Regions from separate parts of the Callithrix jacchus genome. Here region 2 is linked to region 1. The links are chromatin contacts, called in public Hi-C maps. All regions are on one chromosome and are shown on one strand. Each heading gives the region's core, a stretch centred on a gene start, on an enhancer-like site or on the middle of the called end of the contact. The rest is flanking DNA. Distances are from core to core; before and after follow the strand shown. Region 1 overlaps PARN (poly(A)-specific ribonuclease). Region 2 has its middle 12 kb from the start of TRNAT-CGU.

Region 1 (7,651 bases), core at 1,985-4,484:
TGACCGAAAGGTTCTCAGCAGCAAGACAGCACAAGCACCCTGCAAGCTTCCGTTTGTATTATGCTTGTTAACATACCTTCAGCCAAAGCAGTTCTCATGCCAGTCTTCAATTTAAGGGGAGCAGTAAATACACCATACCTCTTGATGGCAGGAGCAGAAAAGTCGCATTGCAGGGGACGTGCATAAAAAGGAAGGATTTTTTGCCATTTTACAATCTGCCACAAATAACATTATAAAATTACTTCAATCTTGTCTGTTTTTAGTCATTGTCTATTGGTTCCCTTCTATGACGAATATTGAAATTAGCTAGTAATCTTGTATTTTCCCTGCCTTCCCTCTTCTGTGTCTGAGTTAGAGAAATACTCTTCATTCATCATCACTAGCTGTAAAGAAGTCAGCACTCTTAAAATAATTAGACTGTATCTACATTGTCAGAGAAAATAGCCATTGCGAACTATATGCTAACCCTTCTAACCATCATTTAGTCCGTTTTACAGGTAAGTGTACATTTAGTTCTCACTCTCAGTTCGTACAATGATGTTTCTTCCGTGAGTTTGGTCATCTAGTACATTTTTTTGGAAAAGTCGTGGGAAAAATGCTCTCTGAGTTCTTGAATGTTAGTTTGTCAGAAGCCTTTATACTTGAAAGGAGGCTTAGCTAGGTGTAAAATTATATCTAAAAGAACCATTGATTCAAATGTTTTTTTCTTTGAGAATCTTAAATATGTTTCATTTTATTTTGGTTTGAAATGCTTCTTTCAAAGTGTGATGGCAATCTGATTTTTTTCTTCTTAACTTACTCTTTTTGACCAGATGCACTAAATTTTTTCTTAAGTCTACTATTTTACTGAGATGTATCTTGACTCGTTGTTTTGGATCTGTTTTCGTAGATGTATATGGTATAGCCTTCCAGCATGCAATATTGAGCCTTTTTTGGTTATCTGAGCAAAGTTTTCTTGAATTATAATTTTCACATTGTTCTGTTTTCTTGCTTTTGTTTACATCTATGAAAACTTCTATTATAGCTATTTAGATCTTTGCCCATCATCTGTGTCACTTTCTTTCAAATTATTATTAATTTATTTAATTTCTAATTATTTAATTTTTGGTTTTAAAATTTTCTATCTTTTTATTACCTATTTCTCTTTTTTTAATTATTATACTTTTAAGTTCTGGGGTACATGTGCAGATCATGCAGGATTGTTACATAGGTATATACATGCCATGGTGGTTTGCTGCGTCCATCCCCCCATCACCTACATTAGGTGTTTCTATTAATGTTATCCCTCCCCAATCCCCTAACCCTTTATTATCTATTTCTCTTAAGACATGTCGTGTTTTTTTATTCTTGTATTTTTTTTTCTGATTTAGTTCTCATAAAACAAGTTTCCTTTTTATATCTAATTCTTTTTTGAGTTTAAAAGTTTTCTTGAGTACTATGACCTCATTTCTGAGATTTTTTAATTCTGACTTAATACTCATTCTACTTGTCTCTCAATTTATTTATTTATTTTTAGTCGGGTCTCTTATCCTGTTGCCTAGGCAGGAGTGCACTGGTGCTGTCATAGCTCACTGCAGCCTCAATCTCCTGACCTCAGCAATCCTCCTGCCTCAGCCTCCTCAGTAGCTAGGACTACAGGTATGTGTCACTATGCCTGGCTAATTAAAAAAAAAAAAAAATTAGGACACAGGGTCTTGCTGTATTTCCCAGGCTGGCCTTGAATGCCTGGGCTCAAGTAATACTCCTCCCTCAGCCTCCCAAGTAGCCAGGATTTTGGGTGCAAGCCACTGTGCCTGACCTTAATGTTCTTTCATATATGATTATCTTAAATATTTTAGTTCATTTCTAAATATTAGGTGCAGCTTTTCATCTCTTTTTTAGGTATATCCTTCTGTCATGCTTTCATTGGCCATAGGGAGAATTTTTTCTGCTGCTTCTTTATGGGATTTAAACAAAGTCCTTTTCACTTACCTGTTGTGGCTGTTTTCCTTTCTGAGCAAACAATGAATTTTCCCATCAGTAAAATATTCCTGTCTACATACGCTTAAGATCAGTTGTTAGGCCAGCGAAACCAGTAAAACTGCAACAAAACATGCTATAGAATTTGCTGTCTGAGGTGGAAATCATGTTTATATTGGAGACATCTGTTTAAAAAAAAAGCTAGAAGCCAGGAGTGGTGACACAAGCCTGTAGTCCCAGCTGCTCAGGAGACTAAGGCAAGAGGATTGCTTGATCCCAGGAGTTCAAGTCTAGCCTGGGCAATATAGCAAGATCCCATCTCAAAGACTGAATAGTAAGAGACAAGAACAAGTATATATTCTGGAATTTGGCCAAGAAATGAGTGAACAGCACAGTGACAAAGGGCCAAGGGCAAGTTTGTTTGAGGGGACAGTATGAAACAGGCAACTGTGGATTCGTAAAGATGTTTGTTCTTTGGGCCACATACTGTGTTACACCCACAGAGAAGTTACATGATGGAAACAGCTTCACCTTGGCATCTGTGATCATTAACAGCTTGATTTAACGTAGCTTCCCTGTGCAGTCTCATTTATGCAATAGAGCGTCTACTATAAGCTTGCTTATTCCAAACCATACTCCACAGGCCCTCCAGTGGCCTTTTCACTGACCACTTCCTGGGAGAAAGGAGCAGGAAGCTAGAAGACAAGCTGGGCCTTCCAGCTGAGTTACAGATTTTGCTCTTGGTGAACTGTCTAAAAAGTTATTTCAGTACATCGCCATAAGGTAACATTTGGAACTCATAAAATATGGCATATCGTAAGTATGGTATTTTGTATTATAAGTATGGATATTTCTGGGGAAATAGCTTTCCTCAGATATTTAGTGATTTGGACTCCCTCATCTCACTTCCATCAAATGATACTTCCAAACTTCTTAACAATGCTGTGCCTTCAGCATTTAAAGTGACCCTCACATCCCTGCTTCCTTGCTCTTTTGTTTTCTGAAGCACTGATTGTTTCCTTTTGTCCATACCCACTCCTCTGTCTGTTTCCTTTACTAGAATCTGAGGTTCATGGTACGTCCCCTGTGCCTACAACAGTCCCTTATGTGCACTAGTACTCAAATGTTTATTGAATTAATGCATGTGTGCCAGGCACTGATCTGCTGCTGAGGATACCATGGAGAGCAAAACAGATACCCTGCCCTAATGGAGTTTGCAGTTTAGTGAGAGAGGCAGAAATTACTCCAGTGAAGGGTGGAAAGTGCTTTGAGAGGGCAGAACAGGGTAAACAGACCTAGTCTGCAGCACTCAGGGCAGCCTTCTCAAAGAGAGTTTTGCACCAAGAAGTGAAAGGTCTGTGAGAGCTTTGTGACAGTAGTGGGAAATGCTCCATGAAGATGAAGCGCCTTTTCCAAAGGCTCAGCCACAACAGGGAGCAGGGCCGACAGGATCCAGGAGTGGCAGAAGGCCAGTGCGGCACAGTGCTGTGTGGCCAGGGGAGGGAGCAGGAAGCTGGAAGACAAGCAGGCCATGTGCTGCAGGACCTTCTGGCCCAGTTACAGATTTTGCTCTACTAGTGAACTATCTAAAATGTAGCTCCAGTTCATAGCCATAAGGAAACCTGTTGGGCTGGAACTCAAAAGCTATGGTGTATTAGTCTAATGAAGACAGGATTTTATAGGATTCCCAGCAGGAAACGCTAATCACTACTGGTTGATGGCTTGCAGATGGTTTTCTCATAACAAATTTGAATGAACAAAGCATAGTCCAAGTAAAATGAATACATATAATAAATAGCTCATGTTTGTATTATATATGAGCAGGTTATATTACGTTAACATTTTTGTTTTTGGTGATTATACTTTATTTGCTAAGGTTCTGAAAATATTTTTGGCCAGGCACAGTGGCTCACGCTATAATCCCAGCACTTTGGAAGCCGAGATGGGCAGATTACTTGAGATCAGGAGTTCGAGACCAGCCTGGCCAACATGGTGAAACCCCGTCTCTACTAAAAATACAAAAACTACCTGGGTATGGTGGCGCACACCTGTAATCCCAGCTACTCAGGAGGCTGAGGCAGAAGAATCACTTTAATCCTGGAGGTGGAGGTTACAGCATTTAGCCCAGATTGCACCATTGCACTCCAGTTTGCGTGACAGAGTGAGACTCTGTCTCAAAAAAAGAAAAAACATTTTTTGAGTGCTTCTGGTAGAGAAACATGTATTTGAGCTATAAGATTAAAAAATAAAAAATAGGCTGGGCGTGGTGGCTCACGCCTATAATCCCAGCACTTTGGGAGGCCGAGGCAGGTGGATCATGAAGTCAAGAGATCAAGGCCATCCTGGTCAACGAGGTGAAACCCCATCTCTACTAAAAATACAAAAATCAGTGGGGCATGGTGGCACGCGCCTGTAATCCCAGCTACTCGGGAGGGTGAGGCAGGAGAATTGCTTGAACTCAGAAGGTGGAGGTTGTGGTGAGCTGAGATCATGCTATTGCACTCCAGTCTGGGTAACAACAGCAAAACTCCGTCTCAAAAAAAAAATAAAATTAAAAGTAAAAAACAAAAAACAACAGCAACAACAAAACCCTTAAAAATGTGCAAGGTGAGTCCTTGCTTTTATTGCTGATTTTACCTGAATGGTCAAATTCTGTGGAAACATATGGATAAACACATCAGAGGCAATAAGGCAGAGTCGAAAGAACTCCATTTTTAGAGTCCCATAAGGTCCCGCTTGGATTTCCGGGATCCCACCCTTGATTTCTTATTAGAGGTTTCTGAGCCCAGGCGTCCTCTTGAGTAAAATGAAGCTGAAGTAATATTTTGTGTACACATCTGGAGCAAGACAGTGTGCCTCCTCCTCATAGGCACACCATTCCCCTGGTGTCTTTAGAGCAGACCTCACAGGATGGATCTGAGCATGGCTGAGATGATTTTTTTTCTTTTCTGAGACAGAGTCTCACTCTGTTACCTAGGCTGGAGTGCAGGGGTGGGATCTTGGCTCACTGCAACCTCCACCTCCCAGGCTTAAACGATTCTTGTGCCTCAGCCTCCCAAGTATCTGGGACTATAGGTGTGCACCACCACATCCAGCTAATTTTTTGTATTTTTAGTAGAGACAGGGTTTCACCATGTTGGCCAGGCTGGTCTCAAACTCCTGACCTCAAGCGATCTGCCTGCCTTAGCCTCCCAAACTGTTGGGATTGCAGGCGTGAACCACTGCACCCAGCCAAGATGATTATTAATACGACACTTGGCACAGGACTGGCATTCAAGGAGTGCTAAACTAAATGGTAATTCTTAGCTATACAGTGGAAGATTAAATTCTTTGTCTTACTGATTTTTGTACACAATGCCTTCTTACGCCTTCCAGAAGAAAGGAAAAAAAAATCACTTTATTTTTAGATAAGACTTTTGAGAATTACTTGCAGACTTTTTAGAATTCCTTATAAAGTAGGTTTTAGATGTATTTAACAGCCAGGCATGGTGACTCACGCCTGTAATCCCAGTACTTTAGGAGGCCAAGGCTTGCGGACAGTTCAGGACCAGCCTAGGTAACAGAGCAAGAACCTCTTCTCTACAAAGAAATTTTAAAAATAAGCTAAGCATGGTGGCACACCCCTGTAGTCCTAGTTACTTGGGAGACTGAGGCTGGAGGATTGCTTGAGGCCAGGAGTTCGAGGTCACAGTAAGTGAAGATCGTGCCACTGTACTCCGGAGTGGGTAACGTGGTGATACCCTGTGTCAAAAATAAAATAAAATAGTGGATACATTTAACCTTGTGGTGGGTATACATGGATCTCTCCTTGAAACTGCTACACCTAATATGATTCAGGAGGCAGAGGAGAACCAGACATGTCTCAGTCTCATATTTTTGTCATGTTTTGAGTTCATTGAGTCAAGCTTATATTATGTGTGATGTATTGTTGATTAGCTGTTCTTTCTGACTAGTGTAGGAATTTATCTGCTGCCTAAACACTTCCCAAGTAATTTTTTTTAAATGAGCCATCAAATAGGATGTGGTTTGGGGTTTCTCAGCAGTGGGAATGGATTTGTGTTAATCTGTCTAGACGCTCTTTCCCTGTCCTTTGTGAACAAACAGTGGCATTCATTTCTGAGTAGGATATTGAGGGTATAGCCTTGTGTTCATAGAACAAGCCAAGCTATCTCATTCTTGGCCTTTAAAAGATAATGGGACCTTGGACTCATCACCCTGTGTCACTTCATGGAAGTAAACAAGCTGGTGCTTTAAAGTTTAAGCTAGCAGTGAATTTTTATTTCTTATTTTTTTTTAGCAAGGCAAGACTAGAGTATAATTTAAAGGAAATATTTGCATAGATATGAAAGTAGAAGAATAAGAATTAGGAACTTGTGATCTGATTTTGTGTATTCCTGGGGCCCTTTAAAAGGAGAAATGATCCAGAAACTACCTTGATTGAGCAATCCCATGGTTGGGTGGCATTCAGAACTTTTGACATTGGTGAATATTCTTTCCTCTGTGGCTCAGTTTTTTTCTGGAAAGAAAATGTGCCTCAGAAACATTTTCTGCTCTTTTTATAGATGTCTTTTCTTCATTTGCCTTGTCTTTCCCCCTCTCTGGTTTAGTGGAACTGAAGAGTAAGCTTGGTAGGCATTGTCTGCATGGCAAATTCGAAACACCAAGTCGCAAAGATAGGGGTGGCTGGACATCTGCCCTGGACCTTTGCTGTTGGCAGTGAAGGGCTGGAGAATGGTGATCTAGGTTCAAAACACAGTGCCCTGGCATGGACTTCAGAAAACCAGAAGGATAGATTAAGAAACTGAGTCCAGCTAAGAAAAGTTTGGGTTTTCTTATTTGTTATTTTAACTAAGTAATTATTTTCTTTCTCTTTGAGTCTCTTTTTTCTGTTTTAAATCATAAAAATTAATCTTTATTCCTTGTGGATTAAAAAAATTTTTTTATAAAGCCCTATATAATTTGTGGTTCAGTATAGGCAATTATTCCTAAGTTTATAGCTTTCCCATTTTTCTTTTCTTTTTCCTCTAGAATTTGCCAAAATGATAGAAAAATAGCAGTCCTGGGTATGTTGGATATTTTATATATAATGATTAGAAGAGCCACCCTGATGGCAGCTTACTGTTTAGGAGAATATGTAACTTTACTTAGTTTTTGTTGACTTTTTTTTTGGCAAAACTAATCACCCCATGCTTTGAAAATGGCCCTGACATTTTCCTTTTCCTCACAAATTAACATAGTCCCCAGCCTCTGCTGTTCTTTCCTCTGAGGAGAGTCTCGGCTGCAGATATGCTTGAAATGCTGTGGCAGCACCACCCAGGAGAGTATAGGAGGAGTCGTTGGGGGATCGGAATCCTTCTCAGTGGGAACATCCTACCAATTGTTTTTGCCGTTGTTCTGTTGGGGTGTTTTTGTTTGTTTGCTCTGGGTGAGGATTTAGCCCTGAAAGACGGTTGTTAGGAGTATATTAGCATCAACTGAGCCCTCACAGTTTTGTTTTGCAGCTCTAGTGAGCTGTGAAACCCATTTCTGAGGGACCCGAAGCAGTAACAAGGACACTTATCCATTATCTTTCTTTTCTACTAAAAGAAATTCAGTGTCAAAGATGTATTCCTTCAAGAATAGAAAAACATGCAAACCTTTCCAGGGGCTGAGGATGTACTGATTTATAGCAAGCAAGTTTTACACTCTGCCC
Region 2 (7,651 bases), core at 2,320-4,819, 220 kb after region 1:
GGCCCGGGGCGGGGGCTGGGCCAGCCGGGGGTTGGCCGCGCTGGGGAGGCGGCGGGGCGGCTCCTCCCCGGCCCGGGAGAGAGGACGAGAGCTTGGAAGCCGAGCGGGCCCGAGTGGGGGCTGGGGCGGGGGCGGGGGCCGGGGTGGGGGGGCGCCTTCCTAGAAACCCTCGCCAAATATAGTCAGCGGATAGGGGCATTCCTAGAAATGCGGCGGCGGCGACGTCAGCCTCGACCTGGGAGCGGGGGACACAGCCCGGGGTGCTCCAAACGGGGGGAACGGAGGAGGGGAAAAGAATCTCCACTTCCAGTACCACCGCAGCCCGGAGACGAAGCCGAGACCCGGCTTCCCTCCCGAGGGGCGTTAGGAAGTCTTCCAAAGGCGCTTGAGGTATCCCGGAGCTGGGGGCGCATCAACTGAAGATTCAGACCCGGTCTGCCCCCGTCTTTCGGGAACACCCAGTGCCAGTGCCAGTGCCAGTGCCAGCTGGCGCTTCTGGCCCTTCCCCCAATTTTCAGCACCACCCCCCCTTACACACACAACCCCCGTGAACAAACAGTAAAAGTAGGCGCAGCATCAGGCCGGGTCCCCAAGCTTCCTACACCCACCCCTGGGCGGTCCCTCACCTCCTCTGGATGGCTGGAGCCCCTGGATCCCCAGGGTTGAAACTGCACAGACATGCCGTGTTCCCAAGAACTCCCCCAAATACCAACCCACCTTCGGGCCAGAAAATAAAGTTATGTTTCCTCCTCCCCAGTCCAATGTCACTGTTGCTGCTTCCGGGGCTAAGGGCTCTTGGAGAGGTGCTGGAAATTGGGGGTAGGGCATAAGGGTGTCCCCGCCACCTGGCAAAGATCTGGCCTCTGGCGCTGACACTCGCACCAGACACAGTTGTAATACTTTTCATTTCCCGGCGGTAAGGGAGACGCCCACACCCCCACCCCAGCAGGTCATCCCCCTCCTAAAATCTGCTCCACCCAGACCCCTGCCCAGGGACCCCCAAATCTATCACAGAGGTGGCCTCTCTTTCGCAAAGAGAATCCACATAACTGAGACATGACTTGTCCCTCTCCAACGCCCAGCGTCTCCGTGCGAAGACGTGACTGGCCTAAACCTCGCAGAATCATAAAAAATGTATTTTGCTGTCCTCTGTTGGCCAACTCGGGTCACACAAAACATACCACCCAACCCAGCGGGCGGTCCTGATGCCGCAGAGGGGTCCTAGGGACCCCAGCCAGAGGGAGTAAGCTGCACTCCTGTCCTCCAGCCCTTGGCGTCCCTGCCCTCTCAGTCCCCTTTCTTATCTTGCAGCACAGATCTTGCTGGTGTCCCCTTTTCCTCATTGGGCCCTAAGTCCAGTAATCTGGAGAGATTTCTTCCTTGTTCTAGGGGAGGCAAGGACGGCTGTGTTCACTCTGGACCAAGGGCACAGGGACCCCCAAAGGATGGTTTTTCCAATAGCAACTTGGAGACGAAATGTAACAAAAAGGCAACAGCTGATCACTGTTAATAACAGACCCATTCCCCCAGCCCCAGAAGACCTAAGCACATGAAGACTACTAACTTACTGAACTGATCCATTTTCCAGATGAAAAGACTGAGGCTAGGCCAGGCATGGGGGCTTATGCCTGTAGTCCCAGCACTTTGGGAGGCCGAGGCGGGTGGATCACTTGAGGTCAGGAGTTTGGGACCAGCCTGGACAACATGGTGAAACCCTATCTCTACTAAAAATACAAAAAATAATCGGGCGTGGTGGTGAGCATTGGTGGTCCCAGGTACTTGGGAAGCCGAGGCAGGAGAATGGCTTGATCTTGGGAGGCGAAGGCTGCAGTGAGCCAAGATTGCGCCTCTGCACTCTAGCCTGGGCAACAGAGTGAGACCCCATCTCAAAAATAATAATAATTAAAAAAAAGACTGAGGCTTAGAGGTCAGTTGTTCATGGAACTAACACCTGCTTGCCCTCTGTGTGCCAGGCACAGAGCTGCTGCTAGAGCCGCCAGAACTACGGTGTCCAACAGCACAGGTCCCTGCCCTTGAGGAACCAGAAGTCTAGGGGAGAGCCTTGAGTCAACAGGTGAGCTGCCATCATGGTTCAGGCACTGTGGCAGAGTGAGGCTGGACTGGGGGTGTCCTACCCTGGCCCTCCTGCAGGGGTTGTCTCTCTCCAGCCTGCGGCATCCTCGCCAGCTTTGCACGGTGCATTGAAAGAGAGAGGCTGTGTCTCCCCCTGCTGCATGTCGCCAGCTTGGGGTCCCTGGGCACCGCTTCACCTCTCTGGGCCTCCATTTCCTCATCAGTAAAGTAGGAGTCACAAGGCCTGCCTTATAGGACGTTTTCTTTTTTGAGACAGAGTCTCACTCTATCGCCCAGGCTGGAGTGCAGTGGCGTAATCTTAGCTCACTGCAACCTCTGCCTCCTGGGTTCAAATGATTCTCCTGCCTCAGCCTCCTGAGTAGCTGGGATTACAGGTGTGCGCCACCACACCCAGCTAATGTTTTGTATCTTTAGTAGAGTAGTAGAGTTACGGTTTCACCATGTTGGCCAGGCTGGTCTCAAACTCCTGACCTCATGATTTGCACGCCTTGGCCTCCCAAAGGGCTGGGATTACTGGCATGAGCTACCACACCAGGCTGCCTTATTGGACTTTTAGGGGGACTGCTTGAGACAGACACCCTGTAGGAGCACATGCAACAGGGATTGCTTGAGCTCGATGTTATCACCTGGAGGAGGGGGTGTGAGAGCTGAAACTGCCAAGAAGGAAAACACTGGGGCTGGGCTCCGTGGCTCACACCTGTGATCCCAGCACTTTGGGAGGCCAAGAATCACGTGAGGTCAGGAGTTTGAGACCAGCCTGACCACACAGCGAAACCCTGTCTCTACTAAAAATGCAAAACTTAGCCAGGTGTGATGGCATGCCTGTAGTCTCAGCTATGCCAGAGGCTGACGTGAGAGAATCGCTTGAACCCGGAAGGCAGAGGTTGCAGTGAGCCGCGATTGCACCATCACACTCCAGCCTGGGCGACAGAGCAAGACTGTCTCAAAATAAGAAAATGCTGGGCTGGTGGGAGGGGTGGAGTCGAGGCAGCAGGCACAGTATGTGTAAAGGCCCGGCCACTCTGAGGAATGAAAATAGCTCAGCAGTGCTGGCTTGGGGGCCTCCAGGTGCTGTCCCTACCCACATCTGTGCCGTGAGCCACAGGATACTGGAAGCTCACCTCATCTCTCCAATTCAGGCACTGCCCGAGCTCTGGGACACCTAGATGAGTGTAGAAGGAAAAACCAGGCCGCCGAAGGCAGCCAGGGCCCGGCCTTTATCTTGCAATTGAAATCCCCTTCAGAGATGCCCCTGGATTCTTCTGAGGCCTGCCCTTGCCAGGCCTGGCTCGGTTTCCCGTGACTCAAGTGAGTGGCGGCCTGAAATCCAGTTCAGCAGTGGAAGCACCGCCAGACTCTAGAGAACAACCCAATCTCAGGCCAGAAACCCCGGAGGCCCACCCTGGCCTTCTCCCAGGAAGGAGCCCCACCCCCACCCAGGTTTCTGGCCCCAGGGCAATGCCAAGGCCCCAGCTAGAACTAGTGCTCGGCCACACCAGGGAGAAGGAGCCCTGGAGCCCACACCAGGGAGAAGGAGCCGCAGCTGGGCTGAGCCTCTGGGAAAGGCCTGGACTTCAGGCTCCCAGGCCTGCAGAGAGAGGGTGGGCACAGGCCTCACTCTGCCTGCCTGTGGGTGCTTTCCTTGGAGCCTGGGGACAGGGGACAGGAAGGCACTAGCTCCCAGTTACTGCCACCTCCTGAGCCTCCCAAAATAACCTCAGTGAGAAACTTCCCAAGCAAACATTCAAAACGTATTGTGCGATCGGTGTTACACACTTGCGTTGAACGGATGTAGGCTTGTAAAACACGGACACACAAGGTGCCATTGCCAGGAGACGATGGTGGCCGTGGGACAATGGTGGAATACAGGCGCTTCCAGAGGGATCTGTGGGAAAGTTTGTTTTTTTTAATTGTCTTTTTTTTTTTTTTTTGAGACAGAGTTTCGCTCTTGTTGCCCAGGCTAGAGTGCAGTGGCACAATCTCAGCTCACTGCAATCTCTGCCTCCCAGGTTCAAGCTATTCTGCCTCAGCCTCCCAAGTAGCTGGGATTGCAGGCATGCACCACCACACCTGGCTAACTTTTTTTTGTATTTTTAGTAGAGATGGGGTTTTACCATGTTGGCCAGGCTGGTCTCAAACTCCTGACCTCAAGTGATCTGCCCACCTCAGCCTCCCAAAGTGCTGGGATTACAGGTATGAGCCACTGTGCCCAGCTTGGGACACAGGTTGAAATGGTGTGATAGCTGACTTTCTCGTTCAACCCCATCAGAAGGAGGCTGTGATACCCACCCTGTGATACCTTCTGGAGAGAATGTTAAGAATCTAATCTAGGCCTGACTCAGTGGCTAATACCCATGATGGTGGAACTTCAGGCAAGGGTGGATGGAGGGCCACCTGAGGTCAAGAGTTCAAGATCAGCCTGAAAAACATGGTGAGACCCTCTATCTCTACATAAAAAAAAAAAAAAAAGAAGAAGAAGAAGGCTGGTGCAGTGGCTCATGCCTGTAATCCCAGCACTTTAAAAGGCTGAGGTGGGTGGATCACCTGAGGTCCAGAGTTCAAGACCAGCCTGACCAACATGGAGAAACCCCGTCTCTACCAAAACCACAAAATTAGCTGGGTGTGGTGGTGGGTGCATGCCTGTAATCCAAGCTACCTGGGAGGCTGAAGCAGGAGAATTGCTTGAACCTGGGAGGCAGAGGTTGTGGTGAGCTGAGATTGCGTCATTGCACTCCAGCCTGGATGACATGAGCAAAATTCTGTCTCAAAAAATAAATATAAATAAGTAAATAAAAAGCCAGATGTGCTGGTGGGCACCTGTAGTCCAGCTACTTGTGAGGCTGAGGCTGGAGGATCACCTGAACCCCGGAGCTGGAGACTGCAGTGAGCTATGATGGCATCACTGCTCTCCAGCCTGGGTGACAGAGCAATATCTTGTCTCTGAAAAAAAATCTAGTGTAAAAATCTTTCTGAATACAAGGTTTTAAGTCAAGTGTCTCTTAGAAGCTAGATCCAGCGCCACCTAGAAACCGGAAGTGTCTTCACCCATCCCAACCTCGGACCCATGACAGGGAGCAACTGGAAGGCCTTTCACTGTGCCCTTGCCCACCTGCCTCGATGGTATCTGCCCCTCTGCAAGGAATGGCAGAAATTTGGATCAAGGGTGGTGAAGTAAAACCACACTTTCTGTGGCCCAGGCCTTCGAAGCTGAGATGTCAGGTGAGGAGAGCCTACCCTTCCTTAAGGCCATCCAGGGCCTTATAAAAATGTTCCAGAGGCCAGGCATGGTGGCTCATGCCTGTAATCCCAACACTTTGGGAGGCCAAGGTAGGTGGATCACGAGGTCAGAAGTTCGAGACCAGCCTGACTAACACGGTGAAACCCTGTCTCTAGTAAAAAGGCAAATATTAGCCAGCCGTGATGGCACACACCTGTAATCCCAGTTATTCAGGAGGCTGAGGCAGGAGAATTGCTTCACCTCAGGAGGCGGTGGTTGCAGTGAGCTGAGATTATGTCACTGCACTCCAGCCTGGGTGACAGAGTGAGACTCCATCTCAAAAACAAACAAACAAAAATTCCATAGGCGCGATGGCTCACACACCTTGGGAGGCCCAGGCAGGTGGATCACTTGAGGTCAGAAGTTTGAGACCAGCCTGGACAACATGGTGAAATCCCGTCTCTACTAAAAACACAAAAATTAGCTGGATGTAGTGGTGGGAGCCTGTAATTCCAGCTACTTGGGAGGCTGAGGCAGGAGAATCGCTTCAACTCGGGAGGCAGAGGTTGCAGTGAGCTGAGATGGCACCACTGAACTCCAGCCTGGGCAACACATCAAGACTCAGTCTCAAAAAAACATATAGGGCCAGGCACAGTGGCTCAAGCCTGTAATCCCAGCACTTTGAAAGGCTGAGGCGGGCGGATCATGAGGTTTCACTATCCTGGCCAACATGGTGAAACCCCGTCTCTATTAAAAAACACAAAAATTAGCTGGGCGTGGTGGCATGCGCCTGTAGTCCCAGCTACTCGGGAGGCTGAGGCAGGAGAATTACTTGAACCCGGGAGGCGGAGGTTGCAGTGAGCGGAGATTGTGCCACTGCACTCCAGCCTGGCGCCTGGCAACAGAGTGAGACTCTGTCTCCAAAAAAAAAAAAAATATATATATATATTATATATATGTAATAAATATATATATTATATAATATATATTATATATAATACATATATATAAATATTAAAATATTAAAACATATATTTTTTCCTTGTAGAATATGTGTGTGTATAGATACACACACACACACAGACACACACACACACACACACATTCCAGTCTGGGCACAGTGGCTCCCGCCTGTAATCCCAGCACACTTTGGTAGGCTTGAGGTGTGTGGGTTGCTTGAGCCTGGGAGTTCATGTCCTGATGCTGTGCTGGGCATCATCTTCTACACCCGATACCACCTCACCATCAAAGCAACCCTACAAAGCAGGAACTGTCATTTATCCCTGTTTGACAGATGAGGAAACTGAGGCCACAGCAGGGCAGTCACTTGCCCAGGCGCCTCAGTCCAGAAACTGCTAGAAGGATGCTGGGAAGCTCAGTGTGAGCTGCCAGCCCCCTCATGCTCAGCTCCATGGGTGGTGACATCCTAACAGCTTCCAAAGGCGGGGAAGACGAAGACAGGATGTGGCTTGCACAGGGCCCCCCTTTGGGTACCCACACTTTTGAGCCGATGCTTCTATAGGTCTTTGATGTTATGGTCTACCGTGTCTGGAGTATCTTCTGCCAACCCTCTGTCCCCACGCCCTGGGCAGCTCTTCCACACCTTCCAAGCCCAGCCAGGAGATTTTGTTAGGTCAGTGCTGTCTCTGCTCACGCCCATGTGTGTCTGTCCTTTTTTTTTTTTCTTTTTTGAGACAGGGCTCCCTCGCATCGCTCAGGCTGGAGTGCGGTTGTGTGATCTCGCCTCACTGCAGTTTTGACCTCCCAGGCTCAGGTGATCCTCCCACCTCAGCCTCTCTAGCAGCTGGGACTCCAGGCATGTGTCACCACCAGCTAATTTTTTTCATTTTTAGTAGAGATGGGTGTATCACTCTGTTGCCCAGGCTGGTCTTGAACTCCTGGGCTCAAGCGATCCTCCTGCCTTGGCCTCCTGAAGTGCTGAGATTACAGCCTTGAGCCACTGCTCCCGGCCTCTTGTATCGGTCCTTTCCTTACCGACATGCTCATTAGTCCCCTGCCATTCCTCTGTGAGTTCCCTGGGGAGGCCACCCATCTCTCGTGACCAGCAGCCCTGGCACCATGCCAGGTTGGGCACAATGAAGACGTATTAGAAAATGAATGATAGGTGGGCAGACTGCTTGAGCCCAGGAGTTCGAGTCCAGCCTGGCCAACTTGGTGAAAACCCTTCTCTACTAAAAACATAAAAATTAGCTGGGCGTAGTGGTGCATGCGTGTAATCCCAGTTATTTGGGAGGCTGAGGCAGGAGAATCTATTGAATCTGGGAGGCAGAAGGCTGCAGTGAGCCGAGATCATACCACTGTGGCACTCCAGCCTCCATC

What was found. Hi-C and Micro-C count contacts between places; a contact is called where the count stands out from the background.
Region 2: a Hi-C map of skeletal muscle shows a contact between it and region 1, with 2.2 times the contacts expected there. The contact joins two enhancer-like sites.

Annotation. Positions count from the first base shown.
Region 1 is chr12:14,474,272-14,481,922 of calJac240_pri, forward strand. All of the region lies in intron 21 of PARN (poly(A)-specific ribonuclease), which reads left to right. Among named protein-coding and RNA genes, the nearest start is that of PARN, 110 kb to the left of the region's middle. Within about 2 kb of position 3,235, at least 5 of the 16 cell types and tissues checked have an H3K27ac peak or open chromatin away from gene starts, as enhancers often do. A contact at or near this core is called in skeletal muscle, where this site is marked.
Region 2 is chr12:14,698,037-14,705,687 of calJac240_pri, forward strand. No RefSeq gene overlaps it. Among named protein-coding and RNA genes, the nearest start is that of TRNAT-CGU, 12 kb to the right of the region's middle. Within about 2 kb of position 3,570, at least 1 of the 16 cell types and tissues checked has an H3K27ac peak or open chromatin away from gene starts, as enhancers often do. A contact at or near this core is called in skeletal muscle, where this site is marked.